2 separate regions of the Oryctolagus cuniculus genome follow, and region 1 is linked to region 2. Evidence: chromatin contacts called from public Hi-C data. All regions are on one chromosome and are shown on one strand. Each heading gives the region's core, a stretch centred on a gene start, on an enhancer-like site or on the middle of the called end of the contact. The rest is flanking DNA. Distances are from core to core; before and after follow the strand shown. Region 1 holds the start of EPHB1 (EPH receptor B1). Region 2 overlaps LOC103350398 (a long non-coding RNA gene).

Region 1 (6,580 bases), core at 120-2,619, 660 kb before region 2:
TGGCAGGTTGGTATCATGGTGGGATGGAGTGCAGCTGGCACAGCATTAAGTAGGTGGAAGTGGTATGGTCCCTGAAGGTGCTGAGGCAGGGTGACAAGGAGGGTAGGAGATGAGGGAGGTAACTGGAGTCAGAGCTGGAGTACCAAAGAATTATCTGGGTGGGGGGACCCTAGTCTGACTGGCAGAGGGGAAGCAGTCTTGGGAAAGGAGAGACCAGACAGACGTGCAGTGGTGGGGACTGACACAGCAGAGCCCCCAAAGGCGAGTAATTAAAAAAAAAAAACCCGCCGCATCTGCTCACTGTGAGCTCATTATCAACTCTGGGGAAAGGCCAGCCGTCCCTGAGGGACCCTGCAGGACCAGACTGTCATGGGGTCGGGAGTCGGGGGCGGGTGATGAGGACACTCCCCCACACATTGTGCAGCTAGGCAGCCTTCAGATCCACACCACGCTGGCCATCTCCAGGGGCAGGGCAAGAAAGCAGAGCTGCTGGAGCTGAGCCTGGCAGAATCCCACCTGCCGCTGTCCTGCTCCTGCTGAAGGCCTAGCCCATGGTGAGGTGCCTTCCACTGTGCACCTTACCTTGATCCTGGGCTGCCCTACTCCCTTCCCCGACTGATGTTACAGCTGGCTGCGTGGCTCTGGTCTCTTCCAGAGCATGTCCTCCGGGTCGGGCTCCCAGGGACACTCCTGGCACGCACAGCAGCAGCAGGAACTCCTGGAGGAAGGCATCAGCCAAGAGCTGTGAGGACTCACCCAAGCCCTCCGCGCTTGCTGCATCCGTTCGTTCAACACGCAGCTGCCATCATCTTCCAGGGTCAGGCGCTGTTCTCAGCGCTCAGGATTCAGAAGGAAACAGACCAGAGTCTCCAAAATGATGAGCCCATTTACGTCAGGGGAAACCAGTAACAGAGAACACGCCGTCCTCAGAGGAGACGTGGTATGCAGAAGAGGCGCAGGGGTGTCACGGGAGCTGCCCTGGATCGGGTGGAGAGATACGCACTGAACGATTTGAAGCTCAACGGGGGTCCTGCGGGCGCTGGACAGCCGAGGGGTCTCCACCTAGACCTCGGCAGCCCGCTAAGTCCGGGGCGTGGACCCAGGAGCTGGCGCGGGCCGGTGCGGTTCTGCCGGCGCACCACGAGGGGGAGCCCCGACCCCTCCTAGCGCCTTCGCGGCCCTCCCGCACAGCCTAGCAAGCAAAAGTTTTTCTTAAACTAACAATGCCAGCGTGAGGAGGTGCTCGCGCCTGATTGGACGGGGGAATTTTGCAGGTTTGATTCCTTGATTGGACAGGAGGTGCTAGGGGTGGGGAGAGAGCTGTTGGTGGGGGATCCCGCTCCCTCCCCCGCCAGTCTGGCCGGCCCCGTCCTCCTGTCGGCTCCGCCGTAGCTCGCAATGTGACACCGGGACGCACACGCTCGCGCGCGCTCTCTCAGGCTCGCTCGCCCTCGCCCTCTCTCCCACACGCACGCACACACCCACCTCTCCCATAAACACACACACACACATGCACACCCACACCCACGCGCGCCCGCACCGCCCCACGCGCGCACACTCCCGCCCACGCCCACGCCGCGCTCCAGGGAGTCCGGTCCCGGCGAGAGCGCGAAAGGATACGGAGAAGCCACCCGCGGGGAGCGCAGCGGCGCCCCGGGACGCGGCGCCCTCCCCGCGCGGCCGCCTCGGCTCGCGCTCGGCCTGGGGGCCTCCGGCCGGCCATGGCCTTGGATTGCCTGCTGCTGTTCCTCCTGGCATCCGCAGTGGCCGCGATGGAAGGTAACGTAACCTCGGCGGCGCTTCAAGTTGGGGGCTGCCGGCCGCCGCCTCGGGGCCGGGGCGCCGCGCGGCTCGTGGGGGCTGCTTCGGCCGCTTTGCGTCTTCTGCATCCCGGGACCCGAGGACAAGGTTCGGCCGCGGCCGGGCGCGGGGCCGGGGCGGCACCCGCCGGCGCGCCGCCGGCTGGCTCTGGGCGCCCGCAGCAGCTCCCGCGCCCCGGCGCTCTCTGACAGCTCCGGCTCGGCGAGCGCGGAGCCCGCTGCATTGCAGTGCAGGCTCCTCGGCTCCGGGCAGAGCTGGGCGTTAGGGGACGGAGAAGCACCGCGGACCGTCAAGCTCCGGGCTTCCGGGCGCCTGTCCGCTCCCTTCCTATCCCGAGCCCCGATGCGCTCCCTAGCTGCCGCGCGCCACCTCCGCGTCCCCAGCTCGCAGTCCGCCCGCTTCTGGATCTGGGGCTGGCTGGCAAGCGCCGCGCGCCGGAGCCGGAGCCGGAGCCGGAGCCGGAGCCGCTCTGCCGGGGCTCCCCGCAAGTGGCTGCGGAAGGAGGGGGTCGAGTTCTTCGGCTGGACCCTCGGGGAACCGTGTGGCTGTGCCGGGGTCTGCGGGGCCAGGAGGAGTCTCGGAGCAGCCGTGGACTAGGGTGGGCGTCGGTCCTGCCTAAACTCACCGGATCCCCACCCACCCCCAGGGTCCGGGAACGGAGACTTGGCGACCCGGAGCCGGCGGGCAGCGACACCGCCCCTACCAGACCAGCCTGGCCCGTGCCTCCGGCCGGTGGCCAACAACACACGCTCGCTTCGGTGACCCCGCGCCTGGTGCAGCGGGGAGCCCGGGCGCTCCGCCGCGGCGCCCGCGAATCCCGGTGGGAAATCCCTGTCCCGCTCCCCGCCTCCCGCCCCTTCCCCGCCCCCGCTTTTGGCGGCGGAGCGGGGCGGCAGCCGCCTCCCGGGACAGCGGCTGAGCGAGGGGAGCGGACTTGGAGTTGCCGCTACGAAGGAAGCGACTCTGGGGGTGACGCTCCCGCACCCCCTTCCCGGGGTCCGACGCGGGCCGAGTCTCCGCGGGGAACTCCAGACCCGCAGCTCCGAGAGCCGGCGCCGCTGTCCCGTCTGGGCTCTCGCTCCGCTGGGGTGCGGGTTCGCCCAATGGAAACTCCCAGGAACACCAGGGCTTGGCCACCCCCAGTCCCTTCGGAAGGCACTGCCCTTCTGGAACCGAAGCTGGGGGGTCTCGGGACCCTGAGGCGGGGCTCTACTGTCCTCGCCTTTGGGCAAAGATCGCTGCCTCCCGCGTCGGTTCTGTGGCGGCGCTGGGGGTGCGGCGGGCCCTTCGTGTCTACACAGCTCCCGCTCGCTTTTCCAAAGGCGGCTTTCTGTCCGCTCTCGGCCTCCCACTGCACCTTTGGCCTGCCGCTCTTTGTGGGCTGCGGGCTGAGCTTTGAAATGTGTAGCCTACGAGAGAGAGAGAGAGAGAGAGAGAGAGAGAGAGAGAGAGAGAGAGACATGGTGCGCATCCCAGCGCCTGAGGCTTGGGTTACGCTTACGGAGAGACACGTGCGCAAGCCATTGAAACAGAAAGGAAATTCGAGAGAGAGGATAGGATGGTTTCCCGTGGCCATGCAGGGCGGGACTCGGTAGCCTTGGGGCGCGGCGTCATGCCGGCCCCAGCCTGGGTAGGGCCGAGGCAGTTGGCACCCAGAGAGGGTCAGGGGCTGGCACTCCGAGAGCAGCTGGGTGCTTCCTTCAGAAAGCCTGGTCTTGGCATCCGTTCCATCCGTGGAGGAGCCAGCGTGCATGCAAGCAAACGGAGAGCAAATGCGTGAAACACACCCGCCGAGGGGCCAGGGTGCGTGCGTGGGTCTCCCTGGACAGTTGCAGCTCCCTGCCTACTAATCTGGAGCAGTCGCACGGGCGCCCTGTGCCAGCACCCGGCCTCATACACGGAGCCTGTCACCCAGGCCTCCCTGGTGCCGCTCACCTCAGCGCTGGGACGGTTCTCTTGGTGCAGCCAGGGAAACTTTGCCTTGGCCTGACAGGCTGGCTGTCGGCTGTGAATCTCCCCAGCAAGGGTTAAAAGAAAGGCCACGTTCAGCAGAATATTTCAGCAGCCCCCCGCCCCTGCTCAGTGTGCACGCCATTCACTGCTTCCCTTCCTCGAGTGGACGCAGGCAGGCTCATTTCTACTCTCCACACACACACGGCTGCCTGCCCGCTCGCCCGGCTGGGCTGGAGCCAGCATCATTTGGTTTGTGATGAGTGAGGAATAATTATCAGAAAAGTGGATCAATGAGCTGCCTACACAGACAGCGGGTCCTTCCCAAGCTCTGCTGTGGCCAGGGGGCGCTTCTGCCTGTTGGTTTCAGCCACTTCTGTGACTGCTTTCTCTGCACTCCAGTGCACTGGAATTCCAGTGGGGCTTCGCCACCCAGGGCAAGCAGCTCCCAGACCGGGCAGGGGCTCAGATCAGGGACAATGGGACAGTGGCAGTCATGGGCCAGGTAGGGTTATGTGGCTAGAGGAAGACAGGGTCCTTTGAAATCTGTGCCTGGGTGGAAGGAATGGAGGGAGGAAGAGGAGGGAGGGAGAGGGTGGGGACCCAAGGGTGGACGAGGGCCTCCTGCCACCCTATGCCTGGTGGAAGGGAGGAGGGCACAGGCTGCTTCTTGGCCACAGGGGTGTTGGGGATGCTATAATTCACCTGTCATCCGGCAGGAAGCTGGTTGGCTTGGGGAGTGGGAAAGCCAGACTGAAAGGAGCTCCCTCTCCCCCACCCCTCCCTGATTTCCAGCCAGTTCTGCTGTGGGAGAGATATGGCACTGCAGGGAAAAGGCTATCTGAGGCTTTTGTGTCTATTTTCAGAGGGGCAAGGCAGGCTGTGGACACAGGGATGCTGATAGCCCTCGCCCAGGCCGCTCCCTGCAGCCTCGTGCAGACAGCGGCCTCTTGCAGCTCACTCTGCTTTCATGCCGGCCCTGAGGGCTTCTTGACCAGGGGCTGTGGGTGTGTGCAGAGCGAAGGCAGCCACTTGCTTCCTTTGAGCTGCGCTCTTGCCGTTTGGCCTCTGGGACGGGCTCTGGAGAGCTGGGCTTCTCAAAAGCTGCTTCACGGAGGCAGCAGGTGCATGTTGGGTTTGCAGCACCCGCCCACCCGCAGAGGAAGCACGAGGGCCCCTGCTGAGAGGCAGCAACCTGGAATCCCTCACACTGCTCGTGCCCTCCTCCCAGCCCTGCCCTGTGTCCATGGAAATGACCATGCACCTGCAGGTGGCTGCAGTATGTGGGACACTGGCTGACCGGAACCCACCCAGGAGGCCTGCTCTTGGGGTGGCCTAGAGTGGAGTGCTGGGCTCGGCACTCCGTCATCCACATGTGTTTAGGTGGCTTCTCAGTAGGAATTGCGCTGTGTGAGTAGGTGAGTGACTGAGTTACTGGTGAGCCCCACCTTGCAAGACCAGGGCACTGAATTCCACTGTGCACACTTTGGAGATTAGATCCCCATCGCAGGCTCGTGGTGGAGCCTAAGCCCAGAAGTCTCCCTAGGCTGAGATTGGTGGTTCCTGCATTGTTTGCTCATTTTGTTTGCTGTGTGTGCATCTGTTTTGGGTGTCCATGAGCATGTATGAACCTACAAGCAGTAGCGGGCACCACTGATTTTAAAAAGCGACTGGAAAATAAGAGTAAACTTGGCAGATTTTGTGATTAGCTGATTCTGTTGTCTGTGCATTGTAGACAGATCATTAGTACTCAGTGTTTTGGGGGGTGGCACCCCCTGAAGCCACATGTGGAATGCAGAGGGCAGGGCCTAGCTCCAGCTGAAGCCTTCTGGGTCTGTGGAGCAGAGCTGCCTGTAGCTGGCTTGGGAAGGGGCTGTCCAGCCATAGAAGACCCTGCCCCAGCCCCTTCTGTAGACCCAGGATCAGATCTGAGGCCCTGCCCTGGCCCCTCCAAAAGGCCAGATCATGAACTTGGGGCAGTGGGAAGCGTTACTGGGTCAGGAATGGGCTCTGGCCACAGGGAGGGGTCTGGAATAAATATGGGATGGAGACAGATGTCAGGATCGTGAAGCCAGCGTCTCCTTTTTATCAGCTTTCCATCTCTGAACTCTGCTGCATGAGCAGGACACCCAGTGCCATGACAGCAGTGTCTTGCTCTGTCCAGCAGGTCACGGCCCAGCCTATTCCAGCCTTTGGAGCTGGGACAAGTCATGTTTGTTACGAAGACATACTCTGTCCTAGATTGAAAAGATAAAGCATGCTGCTAAAGTCAAAGATATGGTTGTGTTCTTAAATTAAAAATCATTGATAGCTCATCCTAAGAGATCTCAACTCGGATTCAGGGGCCTGGTGCTGTTCCAGCACTGGCCAAAGATAGAGGTGATTTGGAAAGCCAGAAGAGGGGCAGTGGTTCTCGGGTTCTTCAGGAAGCCCTGTGTCCCTGGGGGGTTGGCTGCAGGCTCCTGGGTCCTAGCGCCAACAGCTCAGCAGGTCTGGGCGGCCTCTGAGAATGCACTTGTGAATGGGCCCCTCCGGCAGAGGGCTCTAATGCAGGTGCTTTCTGATCTTACCGCACTCTGCACTTTCAGAGGAAGAATGGCCTGGGCACCTGCATTTTAACCGGGAGGGGCTGGGGCACACTCAGCCACTGGGGTGTTTCATAGACGGTAGGGCCTCCAGGGAGAAAGGATGAACAAGAAGTCTCAACATTTGGGGTTGAGCACAGCGTCCATGTAGCTCCCTGCCTGCCCCTTTCTCCCGTCTTCCACCCACATCTGCACCCTACACAAACAGACCCAGGGCTGGAGCC
Region 2 (6,781 bases), core at 3,530-6,029:
CTGAGCTCAGGGGCCCAGACACAGGCTGTGAGAGGGAGGGGGTGGGCAGGAGACTTGCTGGAGCAGGTCTTGGAACACTGAGGCTGCAAATGGCCCAGAGCGGGGGACTTGCAAGCTGCTGAGTCTTTCAGAGTTGTCCCCCAAGCGGAGGCAGGGGATTCCCCCCCAATCAAGTGGTTTTTGAAGGAGACAGTGCTACCGTGAGGTGGCGGCTCTCACCTGTTTGCAGAGATGCGGCCGTGAGCCCTTGGCAGCTGCCACCCCTGCATGGAGCAGACCCAGAGAGGAGGAGCCTCCAGAAAGGGGGACACGACCGGACACACGGATCACAGCACCATCTCCCTCCTTCCTTCCTTCGTCAGGGCTGAGCAGAGCCCTCTCCTTCCCTCCGGCTGCCCTCTGAAGGTCAGGTGGTAGGAGGTGGATGCAGGGCTCTTACGTACAGCTCGCAGCCTGGAGCATGGGTAAAGGGTCCTCCGTCTGAAGCACAGTTCTGATTATATAACTGCAACATTCCAGAACCCTCCAGGGACTCCCCCTTTCCTTGTTAAGGAAGAACAAACATTTCATCCCGGCATTCTGGGCCTTCCACATCTATTCCACACTGCTCTTCCAGCTTCTCTCTCATTGTTCCCTGCAAAGCTCAATACTGAATGGCATCCCTTATGGGGTCACCACAGCTCACCCCCTCCTAGCCTTCACTGCTTAGTATTCCCTCCATTTGGGGTACCCCCTCCCCCTCTCCCTGTGCTGAATTCTTGACCACCTCTCTTGGTGCAGTTCAAATGGTACCCCCATTCTATCTAACTGGAAGTAGTCTCTGATCTTTATACCATGAATTACATGCAACTTATTTCATATACAAAATCTTAAACTTTTGAAGGCAGGATTTAGGCTTCATTAAGTGCCTACTAAGTGTCCATTATAAATATTCATTGAATATTTGTGTGTGAATGGAAGGATGAACAAATGGATGGTTGCATGGATGGATGGATGGATGGATGGATGGACACATGGACAGATCGATGAATATATGGGTAAAAAGGGGTGTGGATGGAAGAATGGCAGGCACGGGAAAGACTTCTGCTGTTGAGGTGATGCTGAGCATTGCTTTCCTTCTCCTCCTTAGCTCTGTGTGTCCTGTGCAGTTTAGGAACAAGAGGTAAACTCCAAAGAACTGTGTTATCTCCATCGAAATGTGGAAATCCCCAACTGAGTATTTAAGACAGTGGGACATCAATGAGACCCCTTTTCAGCTTGGTACAAAAGAAGCCAATACTGCATCCGTGCCATGAGAGCTTACCACATGACAGTCCCCCAGCCAGCTGTTACACTTCAAGTGGCACCACTTGGAAGACTTCTTGAGCCTCCGATACTTGTTAACAAAACAGTATGCTGATCAGCTCCAAGAAGCTAAATCGGAGGCAATCAGTTTTGGCAGCTGCTTGGCTGATGAAAGGTGACACCCAATTAGAGAACATGATCCACCCCAAACAGTGTATGCTTCCAACCTGCCACGCTATCTACAGCTGCAATCCTGGGACGGACAGCCATGATCCCACTTAGAGGCACAAGCTGCCCAGAAGCCGTAATGTTCGCCCCTTACCCTTGTGAGATGCATATTTCATCTGCATCCTCCCAACAACCCCATGAGCTGGGGTGGGAAGGTACTCTCATGCCCCTTTGACGTTTCAGAGGGAAAATACTATCCCAGAACAACACCACGTTACAGCTAGTGGGTAGCAGCAGGGCCACAAGTCAAACTCGGGCTTCGACTCTTTCCCAGCCACAACCCCCTTGCAATTAGCTGACCTCATCCATATACCTTTGTCTCTAGGTCTACAGAGACAGATTACCAAATATATCACCAATTTATGAATAATTTGTACAGTGACATCATAGCGGTTTTTAGAATTTCAGCACAATGCCTTGTCGGGGGATTATTTTTCATGCCTGATCTAAATTATTTCTGCAAAGTGTAATCTCCTCCTCCTTTGTCTAGTTACAAGCTTTTGGAGAGAGGGTAGGATCTGATTGTCCAAGGACAGTGGTCCCTAGTGAGTGCCTGGAGCAGAGTGTGCAATGGAACAAGTGTGATCCGGCCCCTGGGGGAGCATGTGCCTGGGACCCACTTACACTGGCTGAGCCCAAGCCGCATTAGACGTGCTTGCCAGTGAGATGACCACAAGAGAGGATTTAAAAGAGGCAGCGGGTACCGGGCCTATTGATTGGAGCCGTGTCCTTTCATGGAGTGTCCTATATTATTATTATGAGCAAATTACAGAGATATAGACCTCATGATAATACCATTCAGTGGATTTCTACCTGGTTGAATAAGTTTGGAGATGATGATTCATGGGCAATGTGATCCTATAGAATGCCTTGGACTACGATTTAATGAAGAATGTTGACCTCTGCCTAATGCAGTCCAAAAATTTTATCAAGCATTATTGCATTTGTGTCCTCTTGAGCCCACCCACCCCATCCAGGGGGTTTACAGCTGAGAGAGAGAAGCTGACGGATGGCGTGGTGGAGGCAGGACACCACCGGCAGCCTTGACAGGCAAGTTTATTGTTTCAAACCTGACCAGATGATATTTGAATGGATATTTCAAAAGCCCCAGGGTGTTATTCAGAGTATCAAGTGCACAAATGCAGGGTGAGAAGACATAGCTTGACAGCAACGCCTGCGAAAAAGGCCTCTGGATTAGGTGTCGGCTCAGTCTCACTCAGCAGTGACCAAAGAAGCTAATAGGAACTTAGATTGCATTTTTCTAGTGGTAACTAGCTCCTGTCTGCCTCTCCCAGTGGTTCTGAAATCTGTAGTTTGAAAGGGTCACTGACCAGTTGGAGAGGGGCCACGAGCAGCAGAGGAAAATGGGAAAGAAACTGGCAGCTGTGTTAATTCCATCACAAAGGAAGGTGCTGAGATGTTCAGCCTCCAGCCGGACAACCACAACCCCATCCTGCTAAAACTGAACTACCATCACGTGGGAGAGGGACTATTCTTACTGGGTGAACCCTCAGGGAAAGGCTGGAGCTACGGGGTGGAAGTTAGAAGGAAGCAGATTTGTGTTACTGCAGATAAGAAGGGAGAAGCACTGAACCAAGCCTAAAACGGGCCCAAACCAAGAGACCCTGGTTTTTCAGGGCAGAGTGGTCCCAGTCAGGTGCAGAGCCGGGATGCCAGGCAGGTGCCCTGAGGATGGGCCATCACCATCTGGCTCTCTGTCTCTGCTGCTTCCAAGTCTGTGTGGGTCCACACATCCTGTGCCTCCCTGCCCTTGGCTGGTGCCTACGCTGAACCACTGAACATTGAGTCTTGTATTGTTCTTCAGTCCTTAACATCAGGCCTGAAGGTTCAGGTGACAGGGCTTCAGCATCCCCATTGTTTCTCAAGGGACCTCCTAACCAACTTCTGCTGCTTCCCTGTGGCCTTCCCCAGCCCTGCCTGCACATCAGTAAGTGGTGAGGCGCCTCACTGAGCATAGTGCGTTGTTCAAGGTTAGAGAATTAGAGATGCTAATGACAGCAGGATAGGCACTAGAATGCTCCTCAAATCTCCTCCAGGAAGCTGTTTAGAAGCAAGGGCCTTCCTTTAAGGATCTGAAGATCAAAAAGCTCACTCAATAAACCAAATGACAGCTACAAGGCAAGGGAAAGGAGTCAGCACTGGTTGGAGCCCGACCCTGGGACCGGCACTGTGTTGTGAAAAACACATTATCACCTGGGATCTTCACACTATCCCCTGCTCAGGCCTCACCATCCCTTCCAAATGGCAGATACTTGGGATGCAATGGCTGGCAAGCGGCAGAGCCAGGATGAGGATACGGAGCTGTACCACGGCACAGGCTCATTCCATTCCCATTGGAGGCCTTTTCCACTCCATCGGGATTTCACCCTCCACCCATCTCAAGTCCATCGTAGAATTTCATTCTGATAAGTGGACTGCTTTGCTGCAACACTTGGGGAAAAACACCACTCCACAGGGCTTTGATTAGCAACATGATCATTCCTTGAGGGGCCGGCGCCATGGTATAGTGGGTAAAGCCACCGCCTGCAGTGCTGGCGGGTGCTGGTTCAAGACCCAGCTGCTTCACTTCCGGTCCAGCTCTCTGCTATGGCCTGGGAAAGCAGTAGAAGATGGCCCAAGTCCTTGGGTCCCTGCACCCACATGGGAGACCCGGAGGAAGCTTCTGGCTCCTGGCTTCAGATTGGCACAGCTCCAGCCTTTGCATCCATTTGAGGAGTGAACCTGCAGATGAAAGATCTCTCTCTCTCTCTCTCTCTCTCTCTCCCCCTCTCTCTCTGCCTCTGCCTCTCTGAAGCTGTCTTTCAAATAAATGAATAAATCACTCAAAAGAAATATTCCTTGAGAAAAGACAGATCAGAGCAATGCGGGGAGCTGACCCTGAAATCAGATTCAGGCGGCCACCTCTGGAATCATGGAAGAAGGGGCTGCGGAGGGTGGGGTCGGCTAGCCCAGGCTCCTGAAGAACCAGCCCCACTCCCTCTTTTCCACGTGTCTCTAGTTACCACCCAGCTGAAGCACATGCTTGTAGTAAGAGTCGTTTTGTGCACCGTAGCCTAAAACTTCAGCCTGCGCTTACATAAGAGTCATAGAAATAATGCAATACTGGCTTTCATTTGCTATGACTAATTTGCCCTAAGGAAACCCGGTGTTAAAATAAAATAGTGAGCATTATCAGCTGCAATGTAATGTTGGCTGAGAGAGTGATCCTGGAGCCCAGATTCCCTCGCTCCTCCCTAGCTACGGATCTCCCTGGGCCTTGGTTCCCCTCCTCTTCCATTATTTAATTTCTTAACGTGTGTAAGGAGAGCTGCTTGGTTTGCATTTTCCAGACAAAGGAGTCTGTGCTGGACATTCCCAGCCCAAGTGCTGAGAAGAGCACTCCACTGTCCAAAGTCAGTCGGGAGCTTAGACGAGAGAGACAGGCAATCTTCAAACACGGCAGGGAAAATGGAATTAAAAGACGAATATATGTTGGCACAAAAAAATTTTGAAATTCCTACATACAAGAGGTCTTCAAAAAATTCATGAAAATGTATATCATGAAAACCTGTCTGTGGGTTTCAAGAAATTTTTACAGCAAAATAGACTTCCCTTCTAATGATGGTATCCACAAAGCTTCCGAAGTCCCCTTGCACATCTCTTACACTACTCAGAACAGCTCCCCGACTTGCCACACCCCACACACCCGCAACTACTGCAACTTCTCAGCCAACTGGAACTGAGCACTTGGCTACAGTGCACAAAACTACTCCTACTGCAGTCTTTTGCTTCAGCTGGGTGGTAACCAGAGATACGTGGAAAAGAGGGAGTGGGGCAGGTTCTTCAGGAGCCTGGACAAACCAAGCAATTCATTTGCTGATCCTCCAGTCATTTCTTAATTCGACAAAATCACCATCCGCATTAGTTGACTGTTTGCTTCTTTTATCCCACTATATTTAGGGGACTCCCTTTGATTGAGGCAGCCTGGGGAAGGAACAGAGAATTGCTCAATATCCCAGAGGTATCCCATGTTCATGTACTAACTGGCTCGCTCATTCATTCCATTAATCATTTCTTGAGAAACCACTGCATGGCCAACGATGGGTTGAATTCTAAGGATTTAGGGGCAAGCCAAGCAGAGGTGCCGTTATGGTGCCTACAGTAAGACATACACCAGATGAGAAATTAAACACTTACAACGCAAAAGTGCTAGGAAGGAAACAGCAAGGACTTGGGCTGGGTGGCAGTGGAGGGACCACTATGTAGGTAACAATGTCCCGAGAGGAGCTCTCTGAAGAGAAGATGGGTGAGCCGAATCCCCAGCTACGATAGACACCCACCTTTCCACTTCTTCCCTATTTTATTTGGGTCCACAGCATACCCAGCTACATGACCCAGCCACAGCTTTTTTGAAGCCATATGTAGCATACCTACCCAAACACACATATTTCAGCCTTCTTGGGAGCCGAGAAGAGCCAGTATAACCCTGTTCTGTCCGGCCAATGAGCTATAAACTGTGATTGGGAGGAAGGTATTGTTTCTCTAATATAAGAGTTGTCTTTTTTAAACCTTCTTCCTATCTGAAACAGATAAGATGACCAGGGAGTCCAGCTTGCAACCATAAGAGGAAAACTAAGACAGAATCTCAGCTGGTTTTGGATCAATGACTGGGGCTACCCTATAGAGACTTCTAATTGACTGACAAAACATAAACCTGTATGGAATGGAAGTCAGTATTGTCAGAAGGTTCTGAAACGGCAGCCAAGCCAACCACAGAGGGAAGGGTGTCTCAGGCAGGAAAACGGGATACACCTGGCGATGCTCAGGCGTGGTGAGCTCCGCATGTTTAAGGGAGGAGGTCAGTGGGACTGGAGCGAAGTGGGCGTGAAGGAAAGCGAGGGGAGCTCAGACTGGACACACAGGCAAGGGGCAGGGCAACTCCAGCCGGGAGGACAGGGTCACAGTCAGAGTTTTATTTCTAGGGATGAATGGAAATCACTGCGTGGCTATCGTGATGTGCAGAGTGCACCTGCCACCCACGTGACCAAGGACTGGGAAGAAGGTTGGGGAGCAGTGGGGAGAGAAGGAGGGGCCATTGTGGTTATACTGGGGAGAGAAGATACCAGGCAAAGACACTGGTGATGGAGAAAATGACACCGAAATGGCAGTGAGGCAGCCAGTTTGTAAGTGATTTGGCAGGGAAAGAAAAGTCAATACCACATGTGAAGAATGCAAACATCTTTTCTTAATCAAGGGGATCAAACTACTT

Evidence for each region. A called contact is a pair of places that touch in the nucleus more often than the background predicts.
Region 1: a contact with region 2 is called in a Hi-C map of an unstated tissue, with 5 times the contacts expected there. The contact joins the promoter of EPHB1 here to the enhancer-like site in region 2. A contact is called at or near these places in 4 of 6 Hi-C or Micro-C datasets (ear pinna, psoas muscle, skin fibroblasts and 1 more).

What each region holds. Positions count from the first base shown.
Region 1 is chr4:146,694,523-146,701,102 of mOryCun1.1, reverse strand. EPHB1 (EPH receptor B1) reads left to right here and starts at 1,369. Exons shown (of 16, transcript XM_051818616.1): 1 at 1,369-1,779. The coding sequence starts at 1,722.
Region 2 is chr4:146,042,214-146,048,994 of mOryCun1.1, reverse strand. LOC103350398 (a long non-coding RNA gene) reads left to right here. Exons shown (of 3, transcript XR_518386.3): 3 at 1-1,120. Among named protein-coding and RNA genes, the nearest start is that of PPP2R3A, 410 kb to the right of the region's middle. Within about 2 kb of position 4,779, at least 1 of the 8 cell types and tissues checked has an H3K27ac peak or open chromatin away from gene starts, as enhancers often do.